Linked DNA regions of Mus musculus: regions 2, 3, 4 and 5 are each linked to region 1. The links are chromatin contacts, called in public Hi-C, HiChIP or PLAC-seq and promoter capture Hi-C maps. All regions are on one chromosome and are shown on one strand. The core of a region is the stretch at or near the end of the contact, and the rest is flanking DNA. Distances in the headings are between cores, read along the strand shown.

Region 1 (2,923 bases), core at 125-2,624:
TCTCTGTCTCTTTCAACAGACAAAGCCACAAAGGGTCTGAGAGACAGAGACAATCTCCCACACACACCCAAGGCATGCAACAATGCCACATTTGGATACACTGGGACTTTCCCACAGACGGAATCAGAGGTAAGTGAGCCACCCACAGGGCCCAGTGACACCACACTGTCACCGGTAGACACATGCAATTTCTACTTGTTCACGGAACCAAAAGACATCCAAATGTGGATGTCAGGCGCACAGCAGCTGAGCCCCAACCACATGCACACATACTCAAATCACAATGAGAGCTCACGGAGGTAACTCACAGACGTAATTCATGGTGAATTATAGGTACAGTCAGCCAAGAGACTGAAGCGGAATGCTGTACAAGTCACAATGAGGCACAAGCTCAGAATGTGTGATTTGCACACGGTGCCACAAAGAAAATGAGACACGTCTCACACACAACCACAGTGGGTCCAAGAGCACCAGATGCACTCGACCTGGGTGGTAGCCATCACACAGAAGATGATAGATAACATACAGACAGCCACACAACATTGCCCCAAAGAATCCCAGCTGTTACACACACACACACACACACACATACACACACACACACACACACACCACGCTGAGCACAATCACAAACGGAAACCCGCAGGCACAGGTGACCAGGCAGGAGTGGCGGGGGCGGGAGGGGGGCAGAACACACCCGACCCCCACCCCGCCGAGATCTCAGGCTCAAAGAAGCTCCTTTTCCCCAGCCCCCACGACAAACGGGGACCACCGACCGGAGGATCTGCGGGGCCTGCCCAGTAATGGGGATGGGGGGTGGGGCTGCTCGCGGCCCTTTCATCTGGGTGTTGGGTCAGGGCTCCCCGTAGGGGGACGATCAGGGCCTAGAGGAGCTCCCCGCTGCCCATATGCGTCCCAGGCCGGTAGTGACGCCCCAATCTTGGGTCTCGCCGCCAGGTTGCAATCCCTCACGTGTACCCCTTCTGGTCCCCAGCGGGGTCGCTCCTACATGCACCAGCTTGGAAACCCAGCTCCGGCCCTCTGCCGCAGCCCGATCGCACCACCGTCCCCGCTTCCCACCCCGAGGCCCGGTGCTTACTCGAACATGGATGCGGCGCCCCGGCTGCAGGGCAGGACCCGGCCGGCTGCTCTGAGATGGGCCTCCCGGGCCTCGCCTGCCTCGGCCGCCGCCTCCACCGGACCCTGCCACCCGCACAAAAGGCCGGAGCCGCCGGAGGCCGCCTCGGCGTCAGCGACACCCCCTTCCTGCTCCCGCCCCGCGCGTCACGGCGCCGCCCCCGCCGGGAGGGGGACATGGACGCGAGCGCGGGCCTAGGCCTAGGATGGCTGGGGAAAGAGTCCGGCTGGGAGACAGAAGAAAATTTTTATTTAAAATGAGCAGCCTGGGCGGGGCGTGATAGCGCACGCCTCACATCCCAGAGGCTGAGACAGGAGGATTGGCATGAGTTCGAGGCCAGCTTGGGCTACATAATGAATTCCAGGCCACTGGAATGCAGAGTGAGAATTTGTCTTCAAAACAAATGAGCAAACAAGTTTAAACACCCTGGGCTTCTCCCCTGGACCCAGAAGAGTCTCTGAGAAGTGGGATGGAGGTGGGTGACAGGCTGATGCTGGGAAGAACTGGCCTGGGGCGGAAGTCTGGGGGTGGGGTCGGGGAACCACAGCTGGAGGGTGGAAAGCCTCTTCCCGTTCTCCCCACCCAGCCTCAGAACCTCAGTTCCTGCCTTAGAAGCGTTCACTTTTCCGCGCGCGCGTGTGTATGGAGACTTCCCCAGCCTAATCGTGCAGACCACGTCAGATTCCAGCCCACCCGGCTCCTAGCAGTGCTGTGTGCGCTTGGGCAAGTCCCTCAGGCCTGGGGAGCCCCCTGCTCCCAGGCAAGGGGTTTCCCCCAGAACAGCACAGGGGCAGGGCTCATCAGCGTTTTTGATACTGGGAAGCCTGCCGAGCCTCAGGACGGGAAATGACCATACATTGCAGTGTAGGACGAGTTCTTGTGCCAGCCAGCCCTGCACCCACCTCTGCAAGCCAGGCGTGGTTGTCGTCCTTGTTGGAGAACACAATGTGAACGAGCCTCTGGCTTTGGGACCCAGCCCAGGGATTTCTCCCCACCCCTCTTCGGCCTTCAGCCTCTTGTCCAGCTACAGTAGGCCCAGTCCCACCTTGTTTGGTTTCCATTCCTATCCCGCTCTGTTACCACTTACAGCCAGAGCTCTAGCCTGTGAATCGCCAAGTCTGGCCAGAGGCCTCTTGGCTTCAAGCCCTACCCTGGCTCCACCTCATTCCTTGTTTTAAAAAAAAAAGTGCTCATCTTGGTGTCCAGAGCCCTCCTGATTGGGCCCCTTCCACCTGTCTGTCTAACTGGTTCCTCCTTAGCCTCCTGGTTGATTATCCCAGGTGTCAATCTACCCCCCTGCTCATCCCACCTGCCTCCGGCCTCAGGACCTTTGCACTGCTATCCCTTCCACAGGAGGAAGCTCGCTCTTCTTGCATGGCTGCCTTCCATCTTTCTGTGTTGCTCTTTTTATACGTCCGTAGCTTGTTTACTCTTAGAAAGACATTTACTTCGGTGGTGAGGGCTTGGGTGGGTTGGATATCATTATATAGCCTGGGCTGGCCTCAAACCTCAGTATGTAGCTGAGTCAGGGCTCGAATTTATGAACTTGCCTCAGCCTCCTAAATGCTGGGATTACAGGCAGGAACCACCAACCGCACAAATTTTTACATTTTTACTTAGTGAATATTCATTTCAAATAAAAGTGTATAATGGCCATCTGTGTCCTCACCATAAGACATAAGAGGTTCAGTATGCATAAAAAGCCTCATTAATTTCGTTAAAGGTTCTGAATTGTTTCTAAGGACAATGGAAAGTCATTAAAGTATTTAAGTGGAAGGCCATTGT
Region 2 (2,923 bases), core at 200-2,699, 840 kb before region 1:
CCTCAAAATGTTGTGACCCCAAGGTCACCAGAAAGCCCTTATATTCTACTCTCCTTATCAGAGATGCCCCCCATTCACTTAAGTCCCTGTTCTCACCCCTGAACAAGACACCCACTTAGTCGGCCCACTCACCCCAATTTACAAACACCAAAACCGTCCTGGAAGCATGAATTACAGGACAGCAAGTCTTCCTGCCCTCTGTACCCTGAGAAACCCCCAGTGCCTTGTATGAAGCCCACCCCACATGGCCCACAGTCCCTGTGCTGGCCAAGGCTCCCAGAAAATTCTCTATTTTTTAAAGTGATAACTTCCCCCCTTTGGGGGGAAATCCCCAAATTTGGAGGCCCCATTCTAGAACTCTGGGGAGTTCAAATTCCAGAGAGAATATATATTATATATGTCCCCAAATTTCCCATCCCTCCAAGCCCCACGATCTCTAGAAGACCCCAAATTTCTAATTCCCAGGACTTCCCTACCCAAGTAACAGAATCTTCAAATCCCCAGGGAATCCCAAACTTAAGACCCCAATCCCAAGCCCTCAGGAAACCCCAACTACAAGGTCCTAAGGACTGGGAGGAAGGACCCTGTTGCCAGGCTCTCAGGGCATCTCAAACCTGACTCCCAGGCACCAGGAGACCCCAAACAGGAAGTCCCATCTTTGGAACAAGGATAGAGGACTCTAATACTCTTAGTCCATGGATCATCTAATCTCTCAACCTCCAAATTCCATGGGCCCCAGCTTCAAGGGAACCCCCAAGTCCCAAATCTCTGATTACTAATATGTGCAGGGCCCCAGGGCTCTAACAGGACCCCAAGTCATGGAGTCCCTACTTCAATCTACCTTCCGGTCACAGGTCCAAGACACTAAATCTGAGTCATTGGCCCCAAAGGACTTCACAGCTCCTGGGCCAGACCAACAGCCTGCGGGAGAACCTGAGGGCCCCATAGGTCCAGAGCAGACCTGGGGCCCTGACCACCAAGGACAGCTCACGACTGCCCCTTCACTGCATGTCCCTAAAATCAGCATGACTCCTGTCCTCTTCAATAAAGACGTTTCTATGGCCTTCTTGTGTCAGGTCACTGGGGGGTTACTGCATTGACCCTGTGCCCTTGCTGGGTAAGAATGGCAGAAGGTTTGTTTGTTTGTTTAATGTCCTGTCCCTGTGTCAGTGACATAGGACTTACAACTTGACCTGCAGAAGGCTAAGCCCTTCACGCTCCTTTCCTGCAGTCGCCCTCGCTGTGGGTCTCAACTGAGTCCACAAGGACACGCAGGTCTGTTAGGTTCTGGAGTACTGATTGGTAGGAACCAGGCGAAGTCCCGCCTGAGTTTAGGACACAACCTATGCCTGAGCGAGGATGGCGGATGCTGAGTGAGAGCGTGGATAGGCTGGAGGGCGGGCCCTTAGGTTCTCTGAGTATGCCCAGTGGTCTAAACCTTCCTGCGTCAGTAATGCTTGGCGGAAGTGGCAGGGGGGGCGTGCGAGGATGCGCGCGTTGAGTCTGGATATCCGAGAAGACGCTGTAGACGGTCAGATTTATTTTGGGGAGAGAGGGGAGTCTTGGGGACGGGGGGAGCGGTAGGAGTGAGTGTCCAAAGGACTGAATGTGGAGGTCTAAGGCGACTCAGGGTGAGAGCTCTAGGGGGCTCAGTGTGGAATCCTGACACTCAGGGTCTGAGAGGTTCTACAGGGGAAGAAACTTTGGCAATCTGGCTCAGATCTGAGGGTGCTGAAGTGGGTTCTGAGTGGGGAGATAAGAGGAAGCTGGGAGTGGACAAGTCTGAGAAAGCTCAGAATGGGAGATGTGAAGGAGCCGAGGTGAGAGGAGGGAGGGTCTTTAGGCTCGGAGGGACCTGTGCTTACGATTGCATTCGAGAGAGGCTTCATGTGTGGGCGCGTTCTCTGTGATGCTTGGGAAGAAGATTCACGTATACTTTGGTGGGCAACGGTGGACAGAGCGATGGAGGATTTTACTGACTGCTGATATCCGGGCTGGGAAATGGGGGTCGCGGGACGGGGAGTGATCTTCGGGTGGCTTTGAGAAACTGAAGACTCCAGCGTTGAAGATTGGAGTTTATAGGAAGTCTGAGGGTAGGGTCTGGCCCCTAATGGGCTGGAAGGAAGGCTGGTCACAGCTTGAAGATAGGAGGCTTAGTGACTTCCTCCTCCCCACAGGACGGCGCACAAGGAGTTGGTATCCATGGAGGAGCAGGACGCCAGGGTCCCAGCACTGGAACCTTTCAGGGTGGAACAGGTTGAAAAGGCTGGGGTGTAGAGGAATGTGGGAACGATGGGTGTGAGGTGGGTGGAGTGACAGACTCATTCCTGGGTCTCTTGGTTGGACTGCCCCAGCTCTCCTCAGAGTATAGCCGGCTGCCCCACTTCCAATATGCAGTTTCATAGGCCATCCCAAGTCTCTCTCCAAAGGGAAAGGTTGCCCAGTCACGATAGGATCCCTGTGTTGGGCAAAGCTGTTCTTAACCTTGCTAGCGCTGGGACCCTTTAATATAGTTCCTCATGTTGTGGTGATTCTCCCCTCCACTATAAAATTATCTTTGTTGCTACTTCATAACTATTTTATGAATCATAATGTAAAGGTCTGTACTTCGTGATGGTCAGCAGGGGGTCGCGACCCACAGGTTGAGAACCACTGTCCCAACGGTAGTTCTTAATTTTATAGGCGCCACCTCTAATCTACTATGTCCCTGACTTCATCTCCAAGGAAGAAGAGGAATATTTGCTTCGACAGGTACCTCTTTCTCTCTCTCGCTCATTTTTAGCGTGTGTGTTTGTGTATGTGTGTTTGTTTCTGTGGTCACATGACATAAACATAAACGTTTATTGGGGGAGGGGTCATCCGTCCTTCTTGGCTGCTGCTTTCCTCATGGCTGCCAGCACGTTGCTCACCTCTTCCTACTTCC
Region 3 (2,923 bases), core at 130-2,629, 800 kb before region 1:
TTGTACTTGGCTTGCCAAAGGTCACTTCTTCCTACAGACAAATCAGCTCTATGGGATGGATCCTGGGATTGGAGACCCGGGCCTCCCCCTCTTCCCCTACTTTCTACAACCTTCCTTCCCTCTCTTCTGGACCAGCTGCTAGTAGTTCACACTGTCCTCTTCGGGGTAGGAAAGGAGGAGCCTGCTGCTGTCATTGATGTCAGCTCAGGTCTAGCCTGGTCTAAGACAGCCTTCTGCCAGAACTGTTGCAGTGTCTTCCTCCTCAGTTTCCCCGTGCTTCCCCTTGGCCCTCCACACACACAAAATCTGCCATGGGAGCTTCCTTGAGATCCGGGAAGATCCTCATAGCCCGGGATCCTCCAGTGGCCAGGAGTGACGGTGCACGCCTGTGATCCTTGGGCTCAGGAGGCCCAGGCAGAAGGGTCATGAGTGAGGTCAGGAAACCTGAGCTAGACAATGAATCCAAACTGGGGCTAATGTTGTGAGAACCCCAACTCAAAGAAAACAAGACAGAAGGAACCTTCAGTGGTTTCTCATGTCAGTTAGAATGGAATCCTCCCTCCTCTGGTGAATTTACAGGGCTTTTACATCGCCCGCTTCCTGCCTGATATTATGACAATTCCCTTCCCTCACTCCATCTCACCTCTGGCTTCCCTCCCTCTCCCTTTTTCTCACAATGCATACCTTATCATATGCCGTTCCATGTCCACTGAACACTGTTCCCACTGCTTGCTAATTACCTCCAGCCTCGGCTTGGGACTTAACTCCTCAGCTGGAGTCAAATCCACCTCTGCTGCCTACACATCCCTATTTAACATTTGTGCGTGTCACAAATGCTGCCAGGGCAGGGCAGGGCAGGGCAGGGCAGGGCAGGGCAGGGCAGGGCAGGGCAGGGCAGGGCAGGGCAGGGCAGGGCAGGGCAGGACTTGTACCCGAATCTGCCCCATGACCTAGCACACAGTTCAAATTTTAACAACAGGTTTATGAACGGTGCACTCTGGCTCCCCCTTAAGGTGGGAGTGGGTATTTCCTAGGTGGCACTGAGCCAGCCTTCCCACTTGCTAACTCCCATGGCCCAAGGCTTATGCTGTGATTTGTTGATAGCCTCACATGATCTTAGCTACTCGAGAGTAACAAAATGACAAAGGACCTCGGGATGCTGCAGGACTGGGGAGCTGAGTGCCTCATCTCCATGGTTAATGGTGGGCATTTTGAAGGTCTCAAGTTCCACCATGAAAAATAGGTTCTGTCATCTCACCAGAACATTCTTTGTACCAAACCGAGAGAATTCCAGTTTACTCTTAGCCTGTCTTCACCCTGATCCTAACATCATCTTACCTCAGGTGACTGACAGGCCCTTCCCCGTCCCCCCCCCCTGCTCCGCCCCCCCCCTGCTGCCATCAGAGAAGCTACTTGCATGGGGGGGGTGCTATTCTTGCTGTTGACCCCATTCCTGCACCTCTAATGAGGCCTGGCCTTTTCCATGCCCAGTGTCTGATCCTATAAACTTCCAGGACACTTGTGTGAGGGGGCCCCGGGCAGTGACACAGTGGGGACCAGCTCAGGAAAGACATGAGGCCAAGTGCTCTGACTCACGCTGAACCAGGGCTCAGTCCCTGTCCACACTCATATCTGCTAGATTGGTTCAATGTGGCACTGACTCTCCACCCCCCAACCCCCCACTGTAACCTTTCCCCTAGCAAACACACCAGTCTCTTGGGACATTTTTCACCTTCACCTCCATGTGCAGCTGCCAAAAGCTTTCCGTTTCTACCTTAAAGACTGAAACCCCAGTAGATGGTTCAATCTTGCGACTGCTCCCAGATTCTTTTGGGTTTTTTTTGGGGGGGGGATGGGTCTCATGCTGAAGTGTCAGCTTTTGAACTACTGGTCTCCTGCCTCTGTCTCCTGAGGTGTGAGGATGATAGGGGTGGGATACTCTGTCTGCTAAGCCCTGCTTTCTATCCTTGGCTCCAACGTCTCCATCTCCCCTCCCCACTCGCCCTCCCCTGGTCCCTCATCTGCAGAGTCCCACCCTGACCACAGAGCATCTCTGCTGTGCCCCTGCTCCCTCGTCCTCAGCCAGGGCAGCCTGGAGGACTTTCCCCTGGCCAGAGCCCAGAGCATCACTCTAGATAAGCCCCTCCCTCATGGTCTCTGAGCACTGTGATCCATCTGCTCACTTTCCTGAATGGCTGTGTCATCCACTCTTCTCTTCCAATGTTTCCCTGGTTGAAGTTGGTCCTGACCCACCCTCACCCCTACATTGGCTTCCCACGGATTCCTTGCCTCTGGTTCACCTCCCTCAAGAAGCACTAGAAACCCACCCACAACCTCCCCCACTCGGCCCCCAGGCATGAAATCCTCCGTGGCTAGCCATCATGAGCACCTCACTCAGATGCTGGCCCCTCCCACCTCACCAGTACCGCAGCAACCCAATGCCTGGTAATACCCAGCCTTTGTTCATGTTATGCCCTCCACCTGGAGCCTTCCCTTCTGCTCTTTGCCCAATGCTCTCCTTCAGATATGCTACTTAGATTACATCCCTCCTCTTCCAGGAAGCCTTCCCTGAACTATACTTCAGGTTCCTCTTCGGTGGTGGGGGGGGCACACAACCCCCTGGGCATCCCTCAACTCTGTATTCTGGAGTATGGCTATCTCAAGACATGTTTCCCACTGGACTGAGGGCAAGGCAGCTTGGGTCAGAGTCCCCAGCACAAGCCACAGCACAGCTCGGTCCCTAGAACGTCCAGTGCTTATATGGATGACTATAGATGACTATCCTCAACTCCTCTGCAGAGACCCCAAGCTGAATGACAGGAAGTGCCTTCCTCAGGGGATGTTCCTCAACCCCCGCCCCCATACCCTCCGCAGCACCCCTCAGTCCCCACAGACAGACAAGGGCAAAGGAACAGCCCGAGCT
Region 4 (2,923 bases), core at 174-2,673, 730 kb before region 1:
ACTGGAGAATCTGTTACAGAGAATCTCGAGGTTCTCATCACTTCAGCTGGGTGGTGAAGAGTCAAGATGGGACCTGGGAAGGGCTCTGAGATTAGGATCGTCACAAGCCAGGGGCGTGCTGTGGGACAGACTTAAGGGTTGCAGGCGCTGCTGAAGTTACAAGGGCTAAGGCTTCTTTCATTCCTCACCTGCCGATGTCTGACTTGCAGCCACTGTGGAAAAACCCAAGAAGGTGGATGGAGGTTGGAAGTACAGGGGAGCAAACCCCAACACCCAGGCTTAGGGCAGGTGGGATGCTTGAGTGTAGTGTGAATTTTGGCTTCTTAAAAAAAAAAAAAGCGAAAAACAGTTGTGTGAACATGCTTTGTTTTAATCTCAGGTCTGGGATATGGGGATGCTTAAGATTGTCCACGGTAGCTATGATTTGTCTCGTGCTCTGGCAGGGGCGTGATTCTGCCAGCTGAAGCTAATTAACTTCTGGAATTCTGGGGACTCTTGAGAGGCTGGGAAAATGCCAGAGCCCTGGAGGCTGTGGCTCCTCCCCCTGCTGTTGCTGCATTGGCTGTTTGCTGGATGGCTGGTGGTTAAATGCTTTTTGGCTACTTTACTGGGGTCTAGCACCCTTCTCCATCCCAGTCCCTTCCAACCCCCCTAACACCAGGTAAGCAAGAAAGAAGATTAGAGGGGGAAGGGGTTGTAGACCACTTTAGACAACTTCCTGCTGGTTAGGGGTGTCAAGTTCTAGGGACAAGCTCTTAGGATGTCTCTAACCAGCAATCCAGCAAAAGGGGCAACAATCGGAGCACTAGCCACTGTTGCGGCCTCTAGGGCTCTGGCCTCTTTATACCGCTCAAGAGTCCCCAGAATTCCAAAAGTAAACTATCTTCAGCTGGCAGGATCACACCCCTGCCAGAGCATGAGACAAATCATAGTCACCTGCCACGGGCAATCTTAAGCAGCCCCATATCCCAGACCTGGGATTAAAACAAAAGTGTTCACATAGCGTAACTACATTTTTAGAGAAACCAAAAATTCTCACTGTTCTTAAGACCTAACTAAACTCCACAGTGGAGAGGTAAACTGGAAGGAGAGCTCCCCCCCCCCACCCCCTCCACAGCCACCAGAAAAGGGAAATAGAAGTGACTCAGCAGGGCTTCAGAATCCCATGCCCAACCCCCAAGGACTCAGGGGCACAGGGAGACCGACTTCCTCTCTGTGCCTCTGACAGCAGATGGCAGCCTTTCTGTCCCCTCAACCCCAGCACTGGCTTCACCTGGGAGCAGAAGCAGGAACAGGAGGTAGCCTGGGGGGTCCATGCTGGGCTGGGACCTGAAGGGATCTGGCCAAAACTGTGGTCCAGGGAAGTCCTCAGAACAGTAGAGGAGAAGAGAGGCAGCTAGGACGGATGTCACCCCGATGGTGACAATGCTACCTACTTCCTGTGTGGGTGCATGTGTGTCAAGACTTCCTTTGGAGAACAAATATGGGGGAGTCAGAGCCCAGAGAAGCTTCCGTGATCATCTCGGTGGAGTGGCAAGAGGACCATGGTGTGGGCACCAGGGAGATTATGGAAATAAGCTGGAGGTAGAGCCAACAACACTTGGGGAGGAGGGGGGGTGTGTTTGAGAAAGGGGATCATGGTGACTGTCGTTCCCAGCCTGAGCGAGATTAGAAGAGTGGAGAGTGGGTTGAAAGATAGTGAGGAAGCACTGGTTAAGGAGGGAGAGAAGGGCTGCCTGTGTTTGGGCACACTGAGTTGAAAATACCTAACAGATCTTTCTGGAAATGTGAATGCCCACAGGTAGGGTTCAGAGTCTAGGGACAAGACTGGTCCTGACACGTAAATCTGAGAGGGTTGATGGTTGGAGGACACGTGTAAAGCCATAGACTGGGTGAGATTGTTAAAGAGATACACACACATGCACACTGCCAGAGAGTGCAAGGGAAGCTGAGGGCAGGGCAGAAGCAAGGGAGGGGAGACCCAACCCCCGGCAGTGTTGTAAGAGAGAAGGAGAGATTTGGTCATCACAGTTCAATGCCAAGGAAGGTCACCAAGTGGGAACTGAGAATTGTTGGTTGCCTGGTGGACTGGGAATTCCTGTTTGGCTCACACCTCTCTATCTCCAGTGCCCAGCAAAGTGTCTCCTTTATGTTAGCAGAGTTCTTTAAATGGTGAATAAGTAAGCCAGGCATGATTGCCCAAGCCTGTATGTCCAGCACTAGGGAGACAAGTGAGGAAAAAAATAAATGGCTGTGAGTTCAAGGCTAGCCTGGCTGTTTTAGCAGGTGCATGGCCAGGCCAGCTACTTGGATGTAGGAAGCCCCTGTCTCAAAAACAAAGTGTTGGTAGGGAGAAGGTTTGGGATAAAGGTACTTGACTTGTATTAGGGCCCCATAACTGTCACAAAAAGGCCGGTATCTACAGTAGGCTTCAGAGCACGTGGTCTTCCACCTCCAGGGGAGTTCACACACTTTTTTTTAAAAGGCAAATATTGGAACCAGACAGAGTGGCACACGCCCTTAATCCCAGCACTTTGGAGACAGAAGCTGGCATATTTCTGTGGATTCTAAGGCCAGCCTGGTCTACATGGTGAGTTTCAGGACAGCTAGAGCTACATAGTTTGACTCTGTCTCTGGGGGTAGGGTGGAGTTGGGGCTGAAAAACAAACAAAAGAGCCAATATTGGTAGTTGATATGGCTCCAATATCTATAACCCAACATTTGGGAAATGGAAGCAAGAGAATCAGGAGGGGTTCAAGGTTATCCTCAGTTACCTAGAGTGCTAGGCCAACCTGGGCTACATGAATCTGCCCTTCCCCTTACTCTCTCCTCTCTCTCTCTCTCTCAAATCAAAACTGAAACCAAACGGGGAGAAAAAAAGCATTATAAATGAAAGTTAACTCTAAAGAAGGGAACGGCCACG
Region 5 (2,923 bases), core at 112-2,611, 590 kb before region 1:
ACAGGCTCCTGACTCGCTGTGGGCACTCCTTTCCCAGCCCCAGTCTCAGCTCACTTGGCTTGTGGGAGTCTGTCAATATATCCCCTCCCTACCTCGCCTTTTCCTCCCACCCAGCGCCTAGCCTCTGTCATCTTTTCTGATCCACCTCCTTTTATAATGCAGACAAAAGAACCTTCCTAAAAGAAAGCCAAGCCTACTGGGCATAATAGCATATGTCTGCTATCCCAGCACTCTGGAGGCTGAGGTAGGAGGATCAAGAGTTTCAAGGTCAGCCTCAGCAATGAAAGATCCTCTCTCAAACAATAAGCAAAAGAAAGAAAAAATACAAAGACAGACAGACAACACAACGTGGCTTTGATCTTCTCCAGCACAGAACCCTCAAGGAGTCTTCAATCCTGACTCCAGAAAATGGGGTCTGTACTCAGTCTGGCGTTTCCAAACCCACCCTTGTCCTACCTGCATAGTTGTAGTGAGGCTCCCTCCACTATATATATTTCTCTCCTCCCACCCCCAGTTCTTCACTATATAGCCTTGGGTTGGCATGTTGTTTGCTAAGTAGGTCAAACTGGCCTTGACTTCAGAGATCCGTTTGTCTCTGTTCTCCATGCCCTGGGAATAAAGGCAGCTGCCAACACGAACAGCCCTCTCTCCACTCACTGCATCTCTGAGGATGTCCACTCAAGCTTTGTTGTTGTTGTTTGTTTGTTTTTTTGCACTTTGGGGTGTACCTTTACCAACTCACTCCTTCTTCAAAAACCTCCCTAGACTACCCACTTCCCTCAAAGGAAAAGTCGAAAGTCCCTTCCCAGAACCCACAGATCTGTCCTCCTCCCCTCCCATCTCTCTGCCTCCGTTTCCTCACGGCTGCAGTCGCCCTAGCTGCTCTGCTGCCCGCTTCCTTCCTACACCCTGCCACTCCTCCCACCTTGTCTATTTATCACCCTACACCCTAGCGTTATTGGAATGCACAGCCAGTGAGGATTGATTCAGGGACACTCCACAATTGATGACTCATGCCCACTGTCAGAAATGGGGAAAGTGAGGTAGAAAAAGAAAAGGACCCTTTTTAGAGGATCCTGTCATATGGGCTGCAGAGAGATGTCGCGTACTCCGCTTTTTCACTATTAACATATCTCTCCTGGATCCCCAGTCCTCACCTGATTTCTCCACTTTCACCTTTACCGGGAACATGATTTGGGTGCAGGTCTAATGCGCTGGATCAGAAAAACTTGGAGGAGGTGTGGTTCAAAAGCTAGGCGGAAGGCGGGCAGGGAAAGGTCAAAGGTAAGTCTGGGCACCACTGGTCCTCGGGCCTGAGCACTGTCCAGCCGCGACTGCCTTGGCGGCCACTTCCCTTCTTCCCCTTCTGTAGGCGGGACCCTTTGGCAACTGCTTTTTCCCACTAGTTGATGAAAACGTCAATTTCATTTGCTGGCCAATTGACAGCCTGTACTATTGGCTCCCAGCCTTAGGCTCCACCTTCCCGAGGCCCTGTATCCGGAAACAAACCAACGACAAGCCAGGCACCTGGGGGGCGGAGGTGGGGGTTGTGATTCAAACTTCCGAGGCTCAAGACGGAGGTAATGCGCCTGCGCCGCAAGGAGCACTATGGGAAGCAAAGACTCAGACATCCCAAGGCTTTTCGGGATTTGTAGTGTTATATTTTAGTATTGCCACTAAACCTATTTCCAGCTCCTAAGTAACTATCATAGTCACTGACATCCTTCACAGGAAGATCATTCTGGAGACGGACTGGATCCTTTCTGACAGAGAGCTCGCTAGGTGTATTTCTCAGCTAACTCTCTTTCATTTAAATACTAAAAGCGCTGGGTACTCATCCACATAGTGAGGACGCTTTAACGAGCAAAACAGGCAAAAATCCTTGCTGAGAATGTGTCTTATCGTGTAGAGGATAGACGATAGTCAATAAACAAGCCAAAAATTCTAAGTGAAATGTAATGGGAACACACAAATATGTAAAAATACTCAATAGGGAACATCAAAGTGGGGACTGAGACTTTATCATTATTTATTTATTGCCTCACTCTGGCTCAGTCTAGCCTGAAGCTCATTATGTATGTGACCCAAGCTGTCTCTGAACTCCCGGAAGGCCTCCTGCCTCAGCCTCCCCAGTGTGTGATTAACACAACAACCTGTTGGGTATATGCTTTTCTTAACTTATTGGGGGGTGGGGCACACCTGTAGCAGTCAGATCACTTACAGGATTTGAGGATCAAACGCAGGTCATGACTGGCAGCAAGTGTCCCTACCATTGAGTTATCTCACTAGACTCTTTGCTGAAATTATGTTGACACAGGGTATCACTACAAACCCCAGCTGGCCTGGAAGTCACAGAAATCCACCATGCCTCTGCTTCCCAAGTGCTGTGGTTTCAGACATAAGCCACCAAAATCATGAAATATTTATTTATTTATTTTTGAGACAGGGTTTCTCTGTGTAGCCCTGGCTGTCCTGGAACTCACTTTGTAGACCAGGCTGGCCTCGAACTCAGAAATCTGCCTGCCTCTGCCTCCCAAGTGCTGGGATAAAAGACGTGCACCACCACTGACTGGCCATGAAATTTTAAATGAGAAGATCAAGATGCCAGAGAAAGGGCTTGCTCACTTGTTGAGCGCAGTAGTTAAGGGGATTCACATGGTGTCTAACAACCATGTATAATTGCAGTTCTAGAGGATGCTGATGTCCTCTTCTGGTTCCCATGGGCACTACATAAAAGTACACACACACACACACACAAAACTAAATCAAGAATAAAGAATAGGCTGGGTGGTGGCGGCGCACGCCTTTAATCCCAGCACTCGGGAGGCAGAGGCAGGTGGATTTCTGAGTTCGAGGCCAGCCTGGTCTACAGAGTGAGTTCCAGGATGGCGAGGGCTACACAGAGAAACCCTGTCTCGAAAAA

Evidence for each region. Hi-C and Micro-C count contacts between places; a contact is called where the count stands out from the background. HiChIP or PLAC-seq counts read pairs in DNA pulled down with a chosen protein or histone mark. Capture Hi-C pulls out chosen DNA fragments and counts their contacts.
Region 2: a FOXA1 HiChIP or PLAC-seq map of pancreatic cancer cells shows a contact between it and region 1. The contact joins the promoter of Alkbh6 here to the promoter of Gramd1a in region 1. A contact is called at or near these places in 1 of 39 promoter capture datasets (pre-B cells) and 1 of 115 datasets of contacts at active chromatin or transcription factors (pancreatic cancer cells).
Region 3: a contact with region 1 is called in an HNF4G HiChIP or PLAC-seq map of pancreatic cancer cells. The contact joins the promoter of 4930479H17Rik here to the promoter of Gramd1a in region 1. A contact is called at or near these places in 1 of 39 promoter capture datasets (pre-B cells) and 2 of 115 datasets of contacts at active chromatin or transcription factors (bone marrow-derived macrophages and pancreatic cancer cells).
Region 4: a Hi-C map of CD8 T cells shows a contact between it and region 1, with 3 times the contacts expected there. The contact joins the promoter of Hcst here to the promoter of Gramd1a in region 1. A contact is called at or near these places in 1 of 39 promoter capture datasets (neutrophils), 2 of 484 Hi-C or Micro-C datasets (CD8 T cells and natural killer cells), 1 of 115 datasets of contacts at active chromatin or transcription factors (pro-B cells) and 1 of 9 other capture datasets (liver).
Region 5: a promoter capture Hi-C map of adipose tissue shows a contact between it and region 1. The contact joins the promoter of Lin37 here to the promoter of Gramd1a in region 1. A contact is called at or near these places in 1 of 39 promoter capture datasets (cranial neural crest), 3 of 484 Hi-C or Micro-C datasets (CD4 T cells, the G1E-ER4 cell line and uterus), 1 of 115 datasets of contacts at active chromatin or transcription factors (memory CD8 T cells) and 2 of 9 other capture datasets (adipose tissue and liver).

Annotation. Positions count from the first base shown.
Region 1 is chr7:31,149,797-31,152,719 of GRCm38.p6, forward strand. It overlaps Gramd1a (GRAM domain containing 1A), which reads right to left and starts at 1,375. Exons shown (of 19, transcript NM_027898.4): 1 at 1,100-1,375. The coding sequence starts at 1,107.
Region 2 is chr7:30,307,304-30,310,226 of GRCm38.p6, forward strand. It overlaps Alkbh6 (alkB homolog 6), which reads left to right and starts at 1,450. Exons shown (of 7, transcript NM_198027.3): 1 at 1,450-1,531; 2 at 2,178-2,256; 3 at 2,683-2,751. The coding sequence starts at 2,203. Clip3 (CAP-GLY domain containing linker protein 3) reads left to right here. Exons shown (of 14, transcript NM_001360763.1): 14 at 1-1,064.
Region 3 is chr7:30,352,567-30,355,489 of GRCm38.p6, forward strand. It overlaps 4930479H17Rik (a long non-coding RNA gene), which reads right to left and starts at 1,380. Exons shown (of 3, transcript XR_881936.2): 1 at 685-1,380.
Region 4 is chr7:30,418,431-30,421,353 of GRCm38.p6, forward strand. Hcst (hematopoietic cell signal transducer) reads right to left here and starts at 1,424. Exons shown (of 4, transcript NM_011827.3): 1 at 1,274-1,424; 2 at 189-212. The coding sequence starts at 1,316.
Region 5 is chr7:30,558,285-30,561,207 of GRCm38.p6, forward strand. Lin37 (lin-37 homolog (C. elegans)) reads right to left here and starts at 1,362. Exons shown (of 9, transcript NM_029377.2): 1 at 1,158-1,362. The coding sequence starts at 1,191.